Regions from separate parts of the Mus musculus genome. Here regions 1 and 3 are each linked to region 2. The links are chromatin contacts, called in public promoter capture Hi-C maps. All regions are on one chromosome and are shown on one strand. Each heading gives the region's core, a stretch centred on a gene start, on an enhancer-like site or on the middle of the called end of the contact. The rest is flanking DNA. Distances are from core to core; before and after follow the strand shown.

Region 1 (4,076 bases), core at 919-3,418, 550 kb before region 2:
CAAATTATATACACACATATACATATACATGTATATATGTGTATATATATATGTATGCATATGTGTATATATATATATACACACACATATACATACATACATACATACATACATAAACACACACATATATGCCAAAATGCATAAAAATTGATAGGCACAAGAACTACTGGAAGTTTCTGGAATCGCCTTGTCTCTCTCTCTCTCTCTCACACACACACACACACACACACACACACACACTGTATCCACTGTGCTACCTAGTGTTAATTTTCTATTTAAATGTCAATATCCTTACATAGCAACATCACTACCTTTCTATATAATCTTTCCCAGCTTCCCCGGTATTTTCTGCAATGTCCACTCTCATCCTGGTTGACTATCGACTTCTGTCAACATTCAGTTATCTTATCCACTGACTCAGAACACTCAAGTCACCAAAAAGACTTGATTCCGAGGCGATAGCACAAACACAGTGCTACATTATATAGTGTAAGCACACCACTTAATACTCAACTGAAGGGCACTCAATAGCATATAACCTAGGGTAGTTCTGGAAGCCATTACACCTCTTTCATTGTAGATTTTTTTGAAACTCCCATATTGACCGGAGGCAGTTCTGCCCTTAAACCTTGACCTCAGGTGCGTTCCAGAGACAGTTAAGACTTTAAGTAAACTGGGAGGTGGGTGTAGAATCACAAGACAAGGTGAATCAAAGACCTAAGTTTGAATCTAACTACAACTTGGCTGTGTCACCTTGAGTATATCTTTTGATCACCAGGGTTCCAGGATCCTCAAAGCAAAAGATGAAGAAATTGGACTAAATTATCTTTAAGCTTTCTTCCAACCTCTAAAGTTCTTTGAAATGTCAATACCTCCCCCTTCGTTGAAAAAAAAAAAGAAAGAAAGAAAGAAAGCCGTAATGATGGAAAGTTAGCCTAGATTTGTTTTTTTTTCTTAAAATTTCTGAGATGGTTTCTTTGGCTGAAGTTTTATTTATAAACTCCAAATCAAAACTATATGCAGAAAATACAGAAGGGCTGAGAGCTTGAAAAGAGAATCACTCGCTGAAATAGTTCAATTACCCTCAGGCCAATTTGTCAGTGGATACGCAAAAGCTGCTATGCTACTCCAGTCACTAGCTTCCTAAAACAAAATTATGTATCGTTTGTTCCTTTCTCATCCCCAGCGACTCATTCCGAAAAAATAAATAAATAAACAGATAAATAAACCAATAGCCCAACAACCACAGCATCTAAAATCAATTTACAACTTTAGAACAAGTTTCGGTGAGCCAAGGAAACTGCACAGCTTCCGCGAGTCATTGGTTTCATTTAAGGAATGACGAGAAATAAGAAACGGTTCTTATAATAAGACGGGAGAAAAGCCACCAGAGGCAGGTGACATCTGGAAGAAGAAAAAAAAAAAAAAGGAAGTGTCGAGGACAGAAGCTGGAGGTACCTTTAGGGCAACAAGTTTAAGAGTCCGGGAAAAAGAGTCCCCCGGGAGGTAGGGGAACCCATCGCTGCCACCTCGCCCCGCCGTCTTCCCCAACCCCCACCGTGTCGCCGCGCCCCCGCCCCCCATCCCACGCCCCTGCGGCAAGAAATCTCCCTGAGATCGCGGGCATCCCGCGGCCTCCTGCCCTCGGCAGGCCTCCGATCCGCCGCAGAGGTGGCCCAACCCCGCAAGCCCGCCGCCCTCGCCGCCGCCCCGCAAGACGCAGCGGCCCCGCAGCCCCCGGGCTCCGCTCACCTGCACCTGTTTGCGGAAGTGGCGCGGCCCGGGCACAGCCGACCGTCAGGAGCAGGAGCAGCAGGAGCATCGGCGGCGGCGGCGACGCCGGCGGCCCCGGCATCTCGTCCACCGCGCGGTCCCCCACGGGGCCGGCTCTCGGGTCGCCGCCTTCAGTCAGTCGGTCAGCCCTCCGCGCCGCCTCAGCGACACCGGCGCCGGCTGCTTCGGGACACACGTCTCTTTAGCCAAACGTCAACCTTGTTCCTGGTCTGCATCCGCCGCTCTGGCCTCGGAGCCAGCATCATCCTTCCCGCCCGTCAGCGCCGCCACCGCCGCCGCCGCCGCCCCTCAACAGCAGCAACGGCGCCCAGCCTGCGGAGCCGCGGGCCCAGGCAGCCGCGCTCCCGCCGCCATGATGGGCTGCGTCATGTGACGTAGAGCTGAGGCGGGATGCCGGGACCGACACCTGGACCAGCCAATCGTCAATCCATACTGACTCCGGGAGCCCCACCCTCTCAGCCATAGGCGGCAAGGTGGCGATCGGTGCGCCCCCTGCAGACAGAGGAATGAGGCGTGGGCAGCAGGTAACATCGACAATTATTTTAGGAAGATATAAAGAAGTCCATAATAACCCACATAATTTAATCTGGGACTTTTGTCTCTCTTTCTCCTACTTTTTATTTTTCTTTTCTAATTTTTACCAACATGGTTCTCGGTATTTTATCCCCGGTTTTACTTTCTTCATTTTCACTTATCAGAACTTTCTTAGCCTCTTCTTCTTAGGCTGACCCTCATATCAGATAAGCTCTTGAGGAAACGTTGAAATTTTTAAAAATTTTAATTGATCAAGCACAGAATGTTTCTGACTTCACTTACTGACGTAGCAGTGAGCTCAAGCCAGCTCCTCTGCCAAGACAGCCAGCCCTTCCTGCCCCCTCTTGTTCACCTGGCAGATGCGCATCCTTTCATTCGTCAAGACACACCTGGAATATGTATGACTTCATCGATGGCTTCACCCCAATCCCACAAATAACTGAGCATCCACAGCCCCGACCTAGCCCAGCCCTGGGCCGACTGTCATGTTTTATTGTTCCTGTGACTGTAAACCCCTTGAGGACAGCAGCCCTGTCTTGAGTCACCTTGGAGCTCCTCCTGGGTGTTCTCTACTGGAACTGTGCTAGGTGTTGGTGATGGGTGTGAGGAGGGAGCAACTTCCAGGTGAGGTAGAAGATGTCTCAAATGCAATGAAGAGATTGCTTGCCTTGCAAGCTTGAGGGCCTGAATTTGATCCCCAAGAAATCCACATAAAGAAAATCTAACCTTAGTGGACAATGCTTGCTGAAGAGGCAGAAAAAAAGATGGCTCGTAGGACTCGCTGACAAGCCAGACAAACTTGCTAGGTAAGTTTCGGGCCAATAAGAGACCCTGCCTCAAAAACAAAAAGTGGACCCTGACCCCGAGGAAAGACACTCTTCTGGCCTTCACACACACACACACACACACACACACACACACATACATACACAGGGACAGGTGGAGAAAATGCACACACATAAACAAATCACATGCAAACACAAGCAACACATACATCCATGCACACAACACATACATCCATGCACACAACACATACATCCATGCACACATAATAGAAAGGGAGAAAGTGTTTGACTGTAACACAGCTCTGAGCCCCTTCCTTGGGGTTGGGGAGACCACCTTTGCTGACTCTGGGAGTCCAATTTGTGAATAAAAACACCTGAAGAGCTGCCTTGCATCTTATCAGGTGGAACTTTAGCAACTTGCAAGCCCAGAGCTTCACCTGGTTTCCAAACTCCCTCCAAAAACCCATTGTAAACACTTAGCTGTCCGTGGTGCTAACTGACTCAGCCCGGGGCACAGGATGTCTAGGGAATATGTCTGGTGTTGATCGAGGCAAGCCACACTAAAAACCTGAGGAAAGCAGTAGCCGGCCTGTGACACTTGAGCTCAACTCGGCCTCTTCCTGCTGATCTTTCTGGGCAGAGGGGAAGGAAGGCAAAGGTCTAGAGAGGAGGTACAATTGCCCCGCTGTGCGTTGACTTCCATCCGGAAGCTCTACCCACTGCATCCAAGGAAGCCGGGAATTCATGCTCCAACCTGACAAGAGGCTCTGTGAGGAGCAGAGCTGGCTCAGTGAAAGCCCTTCCTCATAATCCTCCTGGTAATTAATCATAATTAAGATGCACCCCAACAACGAGGCATTCTGCGATCACAAAGCAGGTCTTGTTATTATGTGAGCAAGCCCCACAGTTGAAACACACACAAACACACAACTGTTTTCCCCCTCCCGTGGAGCACGGGGTAAG
Region 2 (4,362 bases), core at 82-2,581:
CATTTACACACACCAAGTCCATTACACTCCAACTTGACCCAACTGCAGAAAAACTAGGTAGCACTATACTGAACTGGCGCCTCTGCACACCAGGGAACAACATAAGCACAGTAAGGCTGGGGTTAGGGCTGGCAAACCAATGCACCCACCGGGTTCATTTCCAGAACCACAAAAAACCAAAAACAAAACAAAAACAACAACAAAAAACCTCTGTCAGATTACATGCTTCCCAGGGGTGGAGCCAAGTCCTTCCTTCCAACACAGCCTGTGACACTCCAAGGTGTGTAAACAGAATCCAAGTTCACTATGCAGCCTTTCTTACATTTTGAGACAGAACACTCAGGTCCGTAAGACCTCTCCGCTAGAAAAAAAAGCATTTTGTAAATTCAAGATAGAGAAATGTCAGTCATTTTCAGCAAATGAGGCCTCCAGAATGCTGATGCAGGCATGCTGTTAGTCCACGTCTAAACTGTTGCAGGCCTCTAAATCTGTTTTCCCTCTTTCTCTCTCATCTTCATCCCTATCGCCATTTCTAATCCCTGGTCAGAAGATACCGAAAACATTGGTCAAGACACCATTAACTTTCAACCTACAGTACAAGGATAATATAATATACCGTCACAAAGTTTGGGGAACCAGAATTCACAAAGGAACTCGCAGCTACAGGATCGCCAACAATTTGTCATTTTTGAGGACAAAGCGTCCTAAGGGACCTTCCTGTCATCTTTCCTTGGACCCCACCCCCAGATGTGGGAACCTACCTTCTGAAGCATCCTCTATGCAGAGTAGGGTAACGGGGGTGGGAGGGACGCGGTGTTTGGTTCACACTCAGCCTCAGGCTGATAGCATGAGCCCCTTAGCACCTGCATCCCGCCGAGCCAGGTGGGCAGGGATGCGGAGGGCGCGGCTCACCTACCTGCAGGCGCACGTTGAGCATCATGGAAGCCACGATGTAGAGGTAAGGAAAGTTGATGCGCAGCCGCCAAGCCAAGTCAAAGAAGATGAGCAGCGTGCGGGTCAGCCCCTTGCAGAAGACCCCATAGGAGCGGGCGGCGGCCGAGCGCGACAGCCGGACAGCCAGACCCGACAGAGCCGTCGCCATATAGAGATCCGCGGCGCCCCCACTGCCCGCCCGCCCTCCCTCTCCGCGCCCCGTCGCCCAAGGCCTCCTCTCCCGGGCCGCTGCTCAGCGCTCAGCGATCTCAGGGAGCAAGGGAGACCGCGGCGAGGCCGGCAGGAGGGCGGGCCGCGGGGGAGCCGAGTCTGCGCGTCACTCTCCGGAGGCGACTCCACCAGCTACCACCTGGATTCCCGGCCGGGCCGCGCGGCCTGACGTCACAAAGCCGGCCCGCGCCTGCGCAGGCAGCAGACTCCGCCTCCCGCCCCGCCCCGGGCCGCCCCGCCCCTCGGGCGGCTTTCCTGCAAGTGAAGTGCGCATGAGTTGGAGACTAGGGTTGGCTGCGTTGCATCTGGCGTCCTCTAATGGTGAAGAGTTGAGAATAACGACACAGGGAAAGTGGCGTGGTGGCGCTAGCCTGTTAATATTCCAGCACTCAAGAGACTGAAGCAGGAAAAACATGAACTCAAGGCTGGCTGCTCCTCCAGAGGACCCTCAGTTCAGTTTCCCGTACCCACACTAGGTGGCTCAAAATCCACCTGTAGCTGGCTCCAGGAGAGCCAATATCTGACCTTCCTGGGCATCTGCACTCATTCGCACACACACCACATCCAAATAAAAATCAATCTTTAAAATATAACAGAAAAGAGATGATGCCTGGGTATGGCCACAGGTACTTTATAACACACATATTCCTAAAAATGGTTACAGTGAGACCAGCAAAATGGTGAAGTAGGTAAAATGCACTTCCCATTGCTCCAGAGGATCTGAGTTCAATTCCTGAGACCCTCATGGTGGAAGAACACAAGTGACTCTAGGGTGTTGCCTTCTATGCTGCTCATTTATTTTTGTTAACGTGACACAAGATAGACCAGCAGTTCTCAACCAGTGGGTCGCGACCTCTCTGGAGACCGAACGATCCTTTCACAGTGGTTAGCCTAAGACCACCTGTATATCAGATATTTACATTACGATTCGTAAAATTAGCAAAACTAAAGTTATAAAGTCGTTGTGAAATAATTTTATGGTTGGTGGTCACCACACGAAGAACTGTATTAAGGGGGTCGCGCATTGGAAGGCTGAGAACCTCGTCTAGAGTTATCTAATTCCTAGAGTTATGCTGGAAAAAGGAACCTCAATTGAAAAACTGCCTCCATCAGGTTGACCTGTAAGCGATTCTGTACGGCATCTTCTTGTTTGGTGATGGGTGTGAGAGGGTCCAGGCCATAAAGGGTGATATCAACTCAGCAGCAGCCTCCTGAAACTGGAATAGCAACAGGTTAGCGCTGCCACGCCACGTTCCCTGTTATCCTCAGCTTCACCATTAGAGGGCGCCAGGACGCAACGCAGCAACCCCACTCTACGACTCACACATGTAAGAAAACAAGGTAAACCTGGTGGTCCGTGGTGGTGATGGTGCATGCTTTTAACCCCAGTACTCAGTAGACAGAGGCAGGCAGATCTCTGTGAGTTCGAGGTCAGTCCAGTTTTTAGACTGAGATCCAGAACAGCCAAAGCTACACAGAGAAACCCTGTTAAGAAAAGAAAAGAAATATAAGGCAAAGGCAAATAAATTCTTTTCTCCCCACCTTGTTTTTGGTAATAGTGTTTAGCACAGCAGTAGAAATCAAAAAACACATCTTCCCATCTCCTCCAGCCTGCTGTGTTACATGCATGTATACACACACACAAACACATAAACTAAATAAAATGTGACTTTTGTACTGGCTGGTTTTGTGTGTCAACTTGACACAAGGTGGAGTTATCTCAGAGAAAGGAGCTTCAGTTGGGGAAATGCCTCCATAAGTTCCAGCTGTGGGGCATTTTCCCAATTAGTGATCAAGGAGGGGGGGGAGGTCCCCTTGTGGGTGGTGCCATCCCTGGGCTGGTAGTCCTGGGTTCTATAAGAACTCCATTTTATGCCAGGTACCCATCTTGCTACACGCTAAGCTGTTTGTCTCTGATTCCAGCCCCTGGAAGATAAGTTCCCAGTAACCTTAACTCAGTGGCCCCCACCCAAAATGTATGGCCGTGACTATCTACTTGCTATGATATGACTATCTGCATTTCTGGCTTGATACAGCTTGCTTATACAGAAACTAGAGTTTCTTTAGCCTTCATGTAGACCCCCTGTAACTGTAGTTACAAATAGTTGTAAGTCACTATATGGGTGCTGGGAACTGAACCAAGGTCCTCTGTAAGAGCAGTAAGCATTCTTAACTGCTGAGCTATCTCTCCTGCACTATGAAAGTTGTTTTTTTTTTTTTTTCATGCTCATTTAGTTAACCTGAAGAGAATGATGCAGGAGGAGAGAATGGACCCACATGATCCAAGAAGTGGGTCAACAACTTTTTCTAAAGCTTAGGATATGGTGGTTCACACCTGTAATCGCAGGATTTGGGCAGCTGAGGCAGGAGGATTGCCTGGAGTTCCAGGCTAGTTTTAGCATTGTTACTTCCTCTGAATTGAAGCATTTCTTCCTGGAGGAGGGAGAACATCTCATGTAACGTGAAAGGCTTAGGGAATTTATACAACTTAACAAGGCTCAGGAAGGTAGAAAGTTATAGGATTCACAAGGCTTCTCTCCAAGGTTATATAAGCAGCCAGTAATTGCTGGGTAAAGAAGACTCCCTGAGTGGCTAAGCTCCCTAACACGTTGTTCAGTGAGCTTCAGGGATGCAGCTCTCCTGAGTCATCACCTATGTTGGGGTGAACTATAAGATGACATAGCAGCCTTTGAGTCACCCAGGTTATTGTAAGTCACCTACATTCCTGTAAGTAATTCAATAAACCCACTGATTGACTAAGCTAGAGTAAACAGGGAAGATCATTCCTTTGGTCTGTTGTCTGTGATTATCTGAGATGAATAGATAGCCGTCCACCTCTTCCCAGGGGAAAGTCACACAACGCTGAGCTAAACCAATAAAATTATTACAATGAAGAAGTCCACAAAATTGAGAGTTGTAGCAGGATTTCCCCCCGATTAGTTTAAATATTAATACAAGAAGCCTGTGATTGAACACGGGAAAGGGAGACGGAGCAAAGGGTTTCAGGGACAGGAAAGAGGAGAAGGAAGAAAGATGGAGGAAGAACAAGATGATCCAGAGTCCACAGGGCTTTAAATAGCCACAGGTAGCTCTGAATATCTTATAAGAGATGGATAATTACAGGACAATTTGTCTTATCTAGGTGGGCAATTTATATCATTATCAATTGGCTCAGAAAGTATTGTGTGGGCATCTTGT
Region 3 (4,394 bases), core at 553-3,052, 810 kb before region 2:
GTTTTCTGCTAGGAGAAGGTTGCTGTGGCCCTGGAGTCTGGGTCACCTCAGTCCTAGGTGTGTACTCTAGGACATGTTCAGAGCTGGGTTGGGTGTGACTGGGTAGACAACAGGAAGCACCAGGAAGGACTAGGGAGACAGCTCAGTAGTTAAGAACACTGGCTGTTCTTCCAGAGGACCTAGGTTTGTTTCCCAGTACCCACATGATGGTCACAACCTTCTGCAACCCAAGTTTCAGGGAATCTGAAGCCCTCTTCTGACCTCTGACATATGCACCAGGCATGTACATATATATGTATCAGTCACAGATGACATACATGCAGTCCAAGTAGCTTACACATAAAATAAAAGTTTTAAATAATGTGCCAGGAGCCACACACCTACATGGCCTCTACAAGATGAAAGAAAGCACAGACATCCTAGACGCCTCAGCCGACCTGGGGGCTGAGGAAATGGGTCAGTTTGTAAAGTGCCTGTGGTGCGAACATTGGGACCTGGGTTCCATCTGCGGAACCCATGTGAAAAGCTACATACAGTAGATATGCTCTTGTACTCCCAGTGCTGGGAATTTGGGAGACAGGTGGATTCATGGGGCTTGTGGAGACTTGATAGCCATCAGTCTATCCTTTTTAGCTACTTCAGTAAGAGACTCTGTCTCCAAGATATATATAGTAGATATCGGCTGAGGAATGACGCCCAAGGTTGACTTCTTGTAACACACACACACACACACACACACACAGAGGAAATTTTTAGACAGTCTTGTGATTTACATAGTTGTAAAGCATGGGATTTTAAACTTATTCTTAATGTTCTGTTATTCCAGTAATCAGATCTTGGCGTTAGTTACTTTTTTTGGCACCCCGGAACTTTCAAAATTGTGGGTGGCTCCATCCATGAGAAACCATGCCCCGTGGACCTTCAATCAGGGAAACCGATTCGTAGGAGGTATGTGGAAGTTACTCAAAGGCAGAGAGCTTAGAGGATTCACCTGCGGAGGATGTGAGCCTCGAGCTTTCAGAGCCAGCACCTTGTGGCGGACACTAGACCAAAGACCTAGAAGCCCAAAGGTCCAGGTCCTGTTCTAAAAGACACCACAGTGTAGGGGCTTGGCTGGAACTCTGGGAGGGCCGGGAGAGGGCGAACAGAGGTATTACCTCCACTGCCAAGCCTTAGGCGAGATGGCCTGGTCCACTGGGTCCAGCCACCTCGCCTTGTACTGCTCCAGCCTCGCCCACCAGGCTGCTCAGCCACGCCCACACGAGGAAGACTCTCCCATTCCCTTGCCTGCCTCAGCTGGGGCTGTCTAAACCACGCCATCCTCGCTTCAGCACCGCCCATCGGTCTGCTAGACCGCGCCCACCGGCTCAACTCTGCGGTGCCACTCTGGCGGACACAGCTAGGGCGACTTCGTTCACTCCGTCCCTTCTTGTTTCGGCCACGCCCATCCGCCATCTAGGCCACGCCCATCAGTCCATTTCAGGTGGGGGGAGTAAGGGCGCGTCCCCTCCCCTTGGCTTCTCCCTCTTGTTGGCCTCTCAGACCCCACCCCCGCTCCACGTCTCAGCTGGGGCCAATCAGTCCGGCGCGCTGGCCGGGCTTCTGCTCCGCTTAGCAAGCCCCTAGGCCACGCCCACCTAGCGCAACAAGTCTCTTCCAGGTTCCCCCGGTTGCCCCAAAAGATCGACCCTCCCACCAGGCTGTCTCCGCGCGAGGCCGCCCCGCCCACTCTAGAGTACTCAGCCTAGGCCCCGCCCACCTCAGGTGGGGCTGCCCCGCCCTCTGGCCGTACGGCCCCGCCCACTCCGCCCGCCTCAGGTGGGGCTGCCCGTCCCTTTGCTCGTCCCAGCCTTGGCAGGCTACGTCTACCTCGCAGCTCCTTACAGACCGAAGCGCCGCAAAGTTTTGACATTTTGGCAGCAGAGACGCGCACTGACTCTCTCCCGCTGACAGCTGTGGCGGCGGCCGACTCTCAAGGACCACTCAGTCTCAAGTCCTAGGCGCTCCCGCCGCCCGGCGGCCACGAGGCCCCGCCGCGTCCTCCCGCGCTCGCCCTCCCGGAGGCTGCAGCCATGTCTCGGGGGCCGGAGGAGGTGAACCGGCTCACGGAGAACACGTACCGGGTAAGTGTGGGACTTTGCGGAGCTCGAGACGGGAGACCGGGGGGATCCGGGACTCTGTGGTTCCAGGCTGAGGGCGGAGGCTGGGAGGCCCGGAGACTTGGGAACTCCAGGGTTCGAGGCCAGGAACGTGAGCCCGGACAAGCAGCTGACCATTGTCGCCAGCGGGGTCGGTCGAGATTCTTTTTCGCTTTTGAGATAAAGTGGGGACTTTACATGATAAGGGCCTCCCCTTCCCCCTTGGACCCTTGGAGACTCCCAGGGACCCCACATTTCCCGTGTTGGGGGAAGGGGATTGGAGACGTGGACGACAATCCGCGGGGTCCCCGAGAGGTTCTTATCCTCCCCCAACTTCTCTTTGTGGTCAGTGACTGCGCTGGTCTGACCGCTGGGGCTAACCCCTCCCCAGATCCAAAAGAGAGAGAGAAAAGAGACAAGCTCGAGTTTCCTCGGAGAAAAGAAAGAATGTAGGGGAGAAACTCCTCCGTAATTAGGAATCCATCGCCAGGTGAGCCTGGCTCCCTCGGCTCAGGGAATTTTCTAGGCTGCCAGGGAATCTGCTCCTGGGAAGACTTGAAACGCCTTCGCCCTCTTGGACTCTTTCATACAGTAGCTTTTAAGTTCGATTTGGCTTTTGATTACTTTTTGTTTAGCGTTTTGACAGTTTTATACATCTATATACAATTATTATGAGCATGTTCGCCCGCAGTTGGACTGTTTCTACGTTCATGATTTGGGGAGGTTATTGGAGTCAGAGAGCACTGAGATTTTAATAAGAATTGACTTAAGCTGACAGAACGTGTGGTGATTGGTCGCTTAACTGGCATGTTATGTGAGAGAATTTTTCCAGAAACAGACATGGGATTAGTGGCCAGTTTAGTAAGTTTAAGTACTTATAAATGAATTCCATTTGAAATGAGATATCCGTTTAATCATCTGCTATTAATAGAATACAAAACAACTTTTGTTTTAATTCCACTTAGGTCCACTGAACCCCTGAGATTTAAAGTTCTCTAAATTTACTTGTAGTCATGATTAAAACCCACTCTTTGGTCATTTCTCTAGATTCTTTTTTCACCCACTCTTTGGTCATTTCTCTAGTTTTTTTTTTTTCACCCCTAAAATTGAGTTTCTAGATTTGCAAGGTCTTAGTTCCTGAAATCAGAATTTATTGAGTTGCTGGAAAATCATTTTAAAGCAGCATGAAAATATTTTCAGAATTCATTGTGGCTCCAAATCATATCCACCCCTCCATGTGTGCACTATAACATTTATTCTAGATAGACAAAGTAGACTGTATTATTATGATTTTGAAGGTTCACAACTGTGACCAAAACCTGTTCCTATTAGTGTGCTTCCTTAATTAAATGATAATTTTTAGAAATGCCAGAAATTTGAATGTTTAAAGCCTTGTATTTGGATTGGCATTGTTCAGACTTAAATGATGTGAAGCCGGTAGAACTGGGGTGTGGGGTGTCGACAGAGTATGGAAGTAAAATGCCCTAGCGTGGGGGAGACAAGATACTCAGATGAATACTCAGTCAAGGAAAAACCATAACTGAGGAATGTGGGTTATTTATTGTAGTCTGTGCGTGGAATCCGAGCATCTGCTGCAGTGGAAAACACAGGCACAGTTAAGTTTCTCAAACACAATTGATTGTTTATCTTGCTGGTCTGGAAAGAAAATGTCAACTTTAGACAAGCAATCAGATGCCCTGAGCAAACTGTTCTTTTTCTCACTTCTGACTGAGAAACCTTTGGTTGGTGTGGGCAGGCAGATTACAGTACCACAAAAATGAACCACCTTGGCCTGTCTTTCTACCCACAGAGCTGGAGTAAGAGGAAGACTGTTGATTTTGTTGGTTTGGTTGTTGTTGACTGTTGATTTTGTTGTTTTGGTTATCCGCATTGGTAGACGTAAGGCATAGTTAGTCCTTTTGGGGATGTTTTGTTTTCTGACAGGGTCTCACTATGTAGCCCTGATTGGCCTGGAATTTGATATGTAGACCCGGTTGACCTCAGATTCAGAAGTTCACCTTCCTCTGCCCCCTCCCAAGGGCTGAGGTTAAAGCACTACAACTCCTAGCTATTTAGTTGTTGTTGTTGTTGTTTATTTGTTTGTTTGTTTTTTTCCTTATTCTTTTTTTAAAGACACTCTTGTATATGTAGTCTAGGCTAGCTTTCCTATGAACTCGCTATGTATCCCAGGCTGGTCTCAGCCTCCCCAATGCTGGGGTTGGAAGTGTGCACCGCCATACTGGCTCATTTTCAGTT

What was found. Promoter capture Hi-C pulls out the DNA fragments that hold promoters and counts their contacts.
Region 1: a promoter capture Hi-C map of liver shows a contact between it and region 2, with 3 times the contacts expected there. The contact joins the promoter of Lmtk2 here to the promoter of Fam220a in region 2. A contact is called at or near these places in 4 of 39 promoter capture datasets (erythroid cells, liver, pre-B cells and 1 more), 1 of 484 Hi-C or Micro-C datasets (CD4 T cells) and 1 of 115 datasets of contacts at active chromatin or transcription factors (pancreatic cancer cells).
Region 3: a contact with region 2 is called in a promoter capture Hi-C map of stem cell-derived epiblast-like cells, with 2.4 times the contacts expected there. The contact joins the promoter of Baiap2l1 here to the promoter of Fam220a in region 2. A contact is called at or near these places in 2 of 39 promoter capture datasets (pre-B cells and stem cell-derived epiblast-like cells) and 1 of 115 datasets of contacts at active chromatin or transcription factors (pancreatic cancer cells).

Annotation. Positions count from the first base shown.
Region 1 is chr5:144,098,453-144,102,528 of GRCm38.p6, reverse strand. It overlaps Lmtk2 (lemur tyrosine kinase 2), which reads right to left and starts at 2,168. Exons shown (of 14, transcript NM_001081109.2): 1 at 1,753-2,168. The coding sequence starts at 1,855.
Region 2 is chr5:143,545,689-143,550,050 of GRCm38.p6, reverse strand. It overlaps Fam220a (family with sequence similarity 220, member A), which reads right to left and starts at 1,331. Exons shown (of 2, transcript NM_133703.5): 1 at 917-1,331.
Region 3 is chr5:144,355,520-144,359,913 of GRCm38.p6, reverse strand. Baiap2l1 (BAI1-associated protein 2-like 1) reads left to right here and starts at 1,802. Exons shown (of 14, transcript NM_025833.3): 1 at 1,802-2,123. The coding sequence starts at 2,073. It overlaps Dmrt1i (Dmrt1 interacting ncRNA), which reads right to left and starts at 1,991. Exons shown (of 2, transcript NR_102374.1): 1 at 1,870-1,991.